Regions from separate parts of the Mus musculus genome. Here region 1 is linked to region 2. Evidence: chromatin contacts called from public promoter capture Hi-C data. All regions are on one chromosome and are shown on one strand. Each heading gives the region's core, a stretch centred on a gene start, on an enhancer-like site or on the middle of the called end of the contact. The rest is flanking DNA. Distances are from core to core; before and after follow the strand shown.

Region 1 (4,011 bases), core at 866-3,365, 5.3 Mb before region 2:
ATTTTTTTAATGTGTTTTATGTTTGTTGTACAGGCAGACACATGTCGAGGTCAAAGTTAGTATCAGGATATCAGCCTCAATCTTTTCTCCAGTTTATTTTTTTGAGACAAGCTCGCCAGCAAACTCTGTGCTCCCCAACACTGAAGTCACAGAGGCATGTCACTATACCTGCCTTTTTTCTTTTGAATGTTGGTGATCCAAATTCAGGTTCTCATACTTGCACAGCTAGAACTACCTGCAGTAAGCCATGTTCAAGACCACACCTGAACTCATAGCACTTGGGAAAGCTGAGGCAAGAAGGCCACAAGTTCAAGGTCAGCCTGAGATGAATACTGAGCGCTTCTGAGGCTACACAGTGAGTCACTGGCTCAGAAAAAGAAATGTCTTTTTTTTTCATACAGCATTGCCAAATGCCATTTGAAAGAATAAAGTAATATTTGTCTCGTCAGATAAACATGAAGTCAGTTTTTATATTGTAATCCTAAAGGTTAAAAATTATAGCAATCCCTAAATTAAGGAAGTCTTGAGATAGAAACAAGTTACCTGTGACAATCATGTAACGGGATACACACCACTACACAATGGCACCACCACAATTCAGAGTGGGAGACTGTAGTAGCGCCAGACCTCTGAGGAAAGGTCTGTACTCTGATGGAGCATATGGGACTGTATGGATAAATACTTGTTTTCAAACACTCATGTGCAGGAATGAAGTCATGTCTGCTGCACAAATGCCCCTTCAAAGGATAATAAGGAAATGTCTACACTACAAAGCAAGCCGCCATTTCAAATACCATTGGAAAGGACTCCAGCCCACCACTGTGGCATGTCTGTAAACCTGAGACTGGCAAGACAGTCCTTAAACACCTGGCTCAGAGTCTGGAGTTGGCTCTTTCCTGTTTTCATGCCTCCAACAAACATTCTATCCTCCCGGTCTAGCCCGTTCTGCACAGACCACATTGTTTCCAACAATCTAGCAGAATTCCGTATAGATGGTACTTCTTCCTAAAACTGTCTATCCCTCCCACACATAACTTTCTTTGGCCTGTACCAGGCTGCCATTTGCACGGTTTTTAGCGCATGAACTTTCCACAGGAAGCTTGCTGTCTGCACGCATCAGAGCCTCTGAGGGGATATATTTTGCTATCAGCGTCCTCTGGACCCTACAGCGCCGGGCATATAGCCTAAGTGTTACTGAGCACAGAACCGTTTGTTCCGCTGAAACCTTGTATGTATCAGAAGGCGTAGGAAAGCAAAAGGCAAACCCCATGATGAACCTACAAGTCTGAGTCCTCATTGATCAATCAGGGCTCAAGTCATTCCTGCCAGATAAAAGCAATCTTCACCCATCCATTCACCTATCCCTAAACTTTTAGGTAGTGTTCGGGAGTATTTTAGATAGTGATTATACCATTAGTGGTTCTGCGGAACCTAAATACCACCTTTAAGTTTCAGAAAACCGGTAAGGGCTGATACATACTGAGATTCCAAATGCTTCCGTTCCCACGTAGACTTACTGGGCTGTCTCCGGGTGCAGGTTCGGGATTCAACACAAGCAATCACCACACACAGCAAGTTATATGCCAGTTGCATGCGCGGCGGCGTGGCGCCGGCTCAGGGTATGGAGCAGAGCTGAAACGACTGCAAAAAGAAGAAAATGTTACAGTGGTGGAAAGGGGCTGGAGGCAAGGCGAGCAAAGGTTAAGCGGGAAGGTGCAGTGTCTTCCGGGAGAAATGTCTATTGCACAAGTCATTTTACCCTAGAAGTGAGAACGGCAGGATAAGAGAGCCAAGCAGCGCCAAGAGTTGGGCAAGCGATCCGGCTCCTGGCGTTCTCTCTGCGGGATGACAGGTCACCTGTGGGCAGCAGACCCCAGGTCCGAGGAGAGGGCGCCCCACTTCCACCCGCACCCGCACCCGGATCCGCACCTGGCTCTCACTCACTCACTGCACGCAGGAGCTCGAGTCTGGGCAAATCTCTCTGCGCCGCTCAGCAGTGTCCCAAGTGGGTCTGAGGGGCGCGGTCCCGGAGGTCTCCAGGGAGCTTTGACAGACTCGGCGCTGAAAACCGAAAGTACCGGGCAGGAAAAAAGGCTAGAGGGCGTCCCGCCTCCTTCCGCCTCAGCCAATCAGCGGCAGAGATTGGCCGGCTGTTCCATCAGCGCACCGTCCCCCCCCCCTCGGCTGCTTGGCCTTCCTGGTCCGCGCGCTCCCTACCCGGCGTGCGAAACTTGGGGCGCCGCTGTGCGGTGCAAACCGCAGACAGGGGGTTGTGTTTACAAGGTTGGAAACTATAGGCTTGCGCAAGCTCAGTCTTGGAGATCCTGCATTAAGTAGGCGCATCACTGCGGGATTCAGAATTGGGGACTAGAGATTAACCTTCACGCTACTAAAGCCAGGGAGCTTAATTTACCAATTTGAAAACATTCAATACTTGCCTTTAACTCAGCAGCTACAGAGAACTTGCTCTTGCAGAGGACAGGGCTTGGATTTGCAGTGCCTGCGTAATGGTTCCCAACTCCAGTTCCAGGAGTCTAGTGCCCTCTTCGGACCTCCACTGACGTCAACCAAGCCTGCAAGAAGTACACATACACGCAAGCAAAACAAAAATGTCATGAAATAAAATAAATAATTCTAACTAATATGTTTAAGAAAAATAAAGCTTTACACAATTGACACCTCCATTACCGAAACTTTTGTCCCGCTTAGCCATCATGATGACAGGACCTCTTTGCTTCTTCCTTTCTCGCAGGACATCCCTCTGTCCCCCATCTCCATTATTAAACTACTAAACCAGAATGTGAGTCTCTTATCTACCCTTCTCCCGTTGTGCCTTTGATGACTGTCCCTGTAACTTCCATGTCCTGGAGCACTCCTAGATGTATACACACCCACTGCTTTCTTCCAAGTGTCACAGTTACCCTGTCCTTGGATATCTACTGAGTCTGTAAACCAACTGTACTCAAAACACAGGTTCCTCCTCATACCCCGTCTTAGTCTGGAACGGATGAGGGCCAAGCCATAGACGTTGCCCATTTAGTCCCGGACACTTGGTCCTCGAGCCTCGGTTGGTCTAGCTCCTGTTTCTACCTCTTCCACCACCCCGTCCTCTTACCTGGATCATTGCTGTGGCTTTTCTGGTGACTGCTTGACTTTGGCTTTTCACTCCCTTTTAATTTATCTGCCATACACTCATTTGGGTGATTTTTTTTTAAATCTAATTGCAATGCTGATCATGTCATGCCAATCTAAAAATTTCATGATGGCTTTTCTTGCTTGGTCTTAGACAATTCAAATTTCTCAATATATTCTCTAAAGCCATGTTCCCCTATCACTTTCTTTAATCTCAGCTTGTGCTACTCTGTTTTCATTGCTTAGTACAGCATTTTTATTCTTTGAATAAGCAAAACTCTTTCCCCAAACTCAATCTTCTCACCAGCAGTGTTCTCTTTGAAAAGTCCTCTAAGCCAACATCTGTATTCTCAAATTCTTTGAGGAGTCACTAACTCATGTTAAAATCTAGGATCAATTGGGTGCTGATGGCAGACAGCATTAATCCCAGTACTAAGCAGGCAGAGGTAAGCTGATTCCTGTAAGTTCGAGGCCAGCCTAGTCTAAAGAGTGAGTTCCAGGACAGCCAGGGCTACACTGAGAAACCCTGTCTTGAAAAACCCAAAATCAACCAACCAACCAAAGAACAAACAAAAACCCCTCAGATCAAATGTCACTTTTCTACATAGATATCACAGAGGACCAACTAGGTCTTCTTAGAATGCACACCTAGAGAATCAATTGTTTCCTTGAAACAGATGGAATTTGAATCATGCCTTGAACAGCACCACTTTAGTTGGCAAAAGATCTAAGTAATTTCCCAAGGATGTGTATATATGTGTGCACGTATATTATAGCCTTTATAGATGGATATAGTCTATTTTCTTGTCACACGTGCACCCTCACAAAGGCATCACAGAACTGACTCCTGGTCAAGATCGTCCACAAATGTCCCTGCCT
Region 2 (4,109 bases), core at 1,261-3,760:
ACCGAGTCTCTAGAAATGATAACTGTTCAACTTAAAGCCTACATTCAGACCCTTGCTTACAGGAGCCTGACACCTTCCTTTCCCAGGTTTTAAATACCTGTTCTGGTGCTCAGTCCCTTGTATTTCACTCCATTTAATCTTCCTTCTTCTCTTAATGACTTTTCTAGGATGATCCAAATCTATTTGGTCATGTGAGAATCCGTGTTTAGATTCAAGTGTATTAAGGAGATTTTTTTTTTTTAGAAATCATTTATTATTACTAATCTTGATTCATGAAAAGAACAACTGGGTTTGAAAGGTCTGATTTCTTAGAATCTCTCCTGCCCTTTGTAGATTTCATTACCACCATAACTGTGTTGTGGATGGTGAGCACTTTCTCAAAATTAGAAGGGAAGCTGGGCCTCTGTCCTGGGCTTCCTTTAGTGACAGTTAAAGTTCAAGGTGGGGTGTGATTTGTATGCCCATTGTTATATTTGGCTCTTTCCTAATCCTTGGAAGAACTAAAAGATTCATTGGATTCACTATATTGCCTCATAGAAGTAAAACGGTTACCTTTAAATTTCAGATACAGATACATGAAATAATACCGTGACTGAAGCTTTTAGCACTTTAGTTGCCACAATCTGAAATTCTCGAAAATCTTGAAAGGACTGTGAGAGATTGAGGAGTATGGAGGAATCCCATTAACAGCTGTAGCTACTAACTGCTCTCCATGGTCATACTTCAGTGTTTAACCAAGTATTTAGATGTACCTGTGCAAACCAGGTGAACATTGGTTTTGTAAACAAATAGCCCCAAATCACTGCTCGAAACTTGACTCAAGGGCTCTAACTTATTTGAAAAATGTTTATAAATATATATATATATATATATATATATATATATATATATATATATATATATATTGACAATGTGTTTAATCAAATAATTAGAAGCCTTAAAATACCATGGCAAATTGGATATTTTAATGCTTTGTACCCAAAGGATCTACTGGTAAACTCTATACAACTTAAGTCATTACTTTTTGTGTAATCCCCAGCTTAATTCATGGGTCTGAGGACTGTGGTCACTCTGCTATCTTCTTCCACTAATGTTGAGGCCTGAGGACTTATCAGAATGTCTTCCTTTGACAGCAGAGAAAGAGGAGTAGAAGAAGCTCACTGTGGTTTTAGCCACTCATTAAGCACTCGAAAGATGTTCCGTGTACAGGTAGAAAACAAAAGGCAAAACAGCTTCTTTCATGGAGTTCAAGTCAGCGAGACAGGCCACGTAGCCATACCGAATAGGTTTGGCTTTCTATGCCCCTCCTCGGTTCTCTCAGGCAAGTTACTTATTTCCTATGACTTTATTTCCTGGGTAGTCATTCTTCAGTCTGTTAGGAATATTAAATTAATACACACGCAAAGCATGCTGGAGGTACCTGATACATAAAGCTGGCAATTACTACTGCTCAGAGTTATATGCACTCTGTTCATCCATAAAGCAAGGCCAGAATTCACTTTCACTAGTAAATACGCTCAGCTTGAATACAGAAACACAGGCATCTGGGCAGAATACAAATAAGCCTAGACATGAATTAAGAGTCAGGAAGCAGAGTAATGAATAATGAAGCAAAGAGTTTGCCGAGCCTCCTTTTAAGAAAATTGTGGGTTGTTAGTTGCTTAAGAGGGGAGGAGGCCATTGAGAATGGCGGTGTGAGCAAAGGGATCCAAGAACAGGCAGGATATAAGCATGAATGCACCGGTGTTGCTGGGCGGATGGGGGGGGGGGGGCTTGCCTTTGGGTGTAAAACTGTTCCAGTAAGAGAAGGTGGTGGGAAGTCCTTGGATGGGTACCCAAAGCTACCAGAACTACGTGACATTTTTAAACTCAACTCCTTTCTGTTTGGGAAGTCCCACTGTAAGTGCTCTTTAAATGGGGGTGCGGTGGGGGGAGTTATGCAAAACACTTTGCACATAGCACTAAAGTTTAGTTTTGCCCAGAGACTGGCACGGTCGCTGGGACAGAGGGGGCGGAGTTAATTTAATATAGATGTCTAACCCGTGTACAGATCAGCAATCCTAATTGATCACTCCGAAACTTCGGCCTAGGACGCTCGTTCTCCAGGCTTCTACGTCTCATCCGCTAGCCCAAGGCCTCAGCAACCGACGTGCGAGGCCAGGCGAGGCGACCAAGGCCGTTCCACGCATGCGTTAAAAGCCGCCCCAACTCCCCCCAATCCCCGAGGAGTCCTTTCTCAGAACAAAACTAGCGCGGAGCTACAGAGCTCCGCAATTTGCGTAGATCTAATTTCTTCCAGTTGCCGCCAGTCGGTGTAGCTCCCGCCGGTGCCGCCGCTCTCCTACGCCAGGCGCGTCCGCGAAGTGAATGGCTGAACGCTGCCGGTGCGCCGCCGGCGTAGCGCCGATCAGGCCGAGGTGCGGCTGCGCAGGGCGCCCGAGCGGGCCGGGTGCGCCGCCGGCGTAGCGCTGAGGCGGCCAGGGTGCGGCTGCGCAGGGAGCCGGAGCAGGCTGAGTGCGCCGTCGGCGTAGAGCGCCGGCTCTCGCGCTAGGCTCCGCGACGCAGATAGCGCAGGCGGCTTTGGAGAATACACGACTGGGTGCAGCCGGGGTTTGGTACCGAGCGGAGAGGAGATGCACACGGCACTCGAGTGTGAGGTAACTATAAAACCCCGATTTGTTTACATTCCCTCCCCCAGAACCGGCCCCGTGCGCGGCGGAGCCTGGGAGTCCCGGGACGGCTGGGGAGGCTGGGCGGCCGGGTTGGGGCTGGCACCGGGGCCTCTGGGTTGGGACGCGTGTGTTCGCAGCTGCTGCAGGCGGTGGCGGCGAGCAGGAGAGCGGCGCGTGAGGCTGGGGCCAGCCGAGTGTGCCGCGTCGGCGGTGGGGGACCCGCGCCCCACGGCCTGCTGCGGGGCCGCGGAGCGGGCAGCGCCGGTTGAGGGCTGCGCGGGCTTCCCGCGGCCGCCGTACGGGGGACCCGGGACCCGAGGCAGGTCCCAGGGGCTCGTCTGCGGGGGGTAACGGACGGCGGCCGCTCAGCTCCGGGCCAACCGAAAAGGCTCGGTGGGGCGCGCGGGAACTGCGTGTGGCGCAGCCCACGGGTCCCGGAGCCGGGTTGTGGGGCGACCGTGGTGCGGCCGCGGGCTTTGTTCCCGGCCACCGGGGTGTAGGGTGGCGTGGGCGCGGTTGGGAGCGGAGGGAAGTGGCCGGCCCACCGCGGGGTCCGCATCCGCTCCACGCTTCGCTCCTCCCTTGGGGGGGGGGGGGTCTTCGGAACTCTCCAGCCTGGCGAGGCGTCGGGTGGCGTGACGTGGAAGGGCTTCCTGCGGCTTCTGAGAAGACGCGTTCACGTGGGAGCCTGTCCACATGGGCCGAGTTTAAGGAGCTGGGCACGTGGAAGAAATCTCACCGCAGGACGCCCCGCCACCGATTTGGAAGGGTCCTTCACCCCAGTGTCTGCTCCAAGTGACACAAAGCATGAGTTAAAAGACAGTACAACCCACCGTCTCCTAGAAACTTATTTATGTCTCCGTTAAGTGCGGTAACTAGCGGGTGACAGGTTTCTTGTATGTTTTCTTTTTGGATGTGTATCTAATGGTAATTAAGAAAAAGTAATACAAGAGCTGGAGGCTTAGAATTGTTAACAGTGCTATTGGGAAGCCTAAACAAAGCAGAACTTCTGTGTACAGAGTAATGTTAGGATTCCCGTAATCTACAAGTATTTGAGTACCTTGTGAGTCATTTCTCCTGGACCTTGGGAGTCCATCCCACACACCCCTCTTCCTATGTGCATTGGACATTACAGTAGGATGAAAGACACATCAGTGATAAAGTGATAAATGCTGTGAAGGAAATAAAATGTGCTGGTGGGCATTTTTAGCATTTGGTGTTTTCTAGAATAAGGGTCTTGGATTGTGACTATAGATTATTAAGGGTACATAAAGTTACATTGAAAGAGTTAATGGGAAACTATTTGGCTTTGATGGAGTAAGCCATACTTGAATAAAGCATTAAATATCAACGGTACTGGCCTGCCTAATAATGACTAACTTCAAACTAGCAAGAACTAAAAATTATACTTAAAGGATTTAAGTGTTTTGTATTACT

What was found. Promoter capture Hi-C pulls out the DNA fragments that hold promoters and counts their contacts.
Region 1: a contact with region 2 is called in a promoter capture Hi-C map of cranial neural crest. The contact joins the promoter of Stat1 here to the promoter of Slc39a10 in region 2. A contact is called at or near these places in 2 of 39 promoter capture datasets (cranial neural crest and pre-B cells).

Annotation. Positions count from the first base shown.
Region 1 is chr1:52,117,542-52,121,552 of GRCm38.p6, reverse strand. Stat1 (signal transducer and activator of transcription 1) reads right to left here and starts at 2,115. Exons shown (of 25, transcript NM_009283.4): 1 at 1,930-2,115; 2 at 1,481-1,641.
Region 2 is chr1:46,852,019-46,856,127 of GRCm38.p6, reverse strand. Slc39a10 (solute carrier family 39 (zinc transporter), member 10) reads left to right here and starts at 2,510. Exons shown (of 10, transcript NM_172653.3): 1 at 2,510-2,657.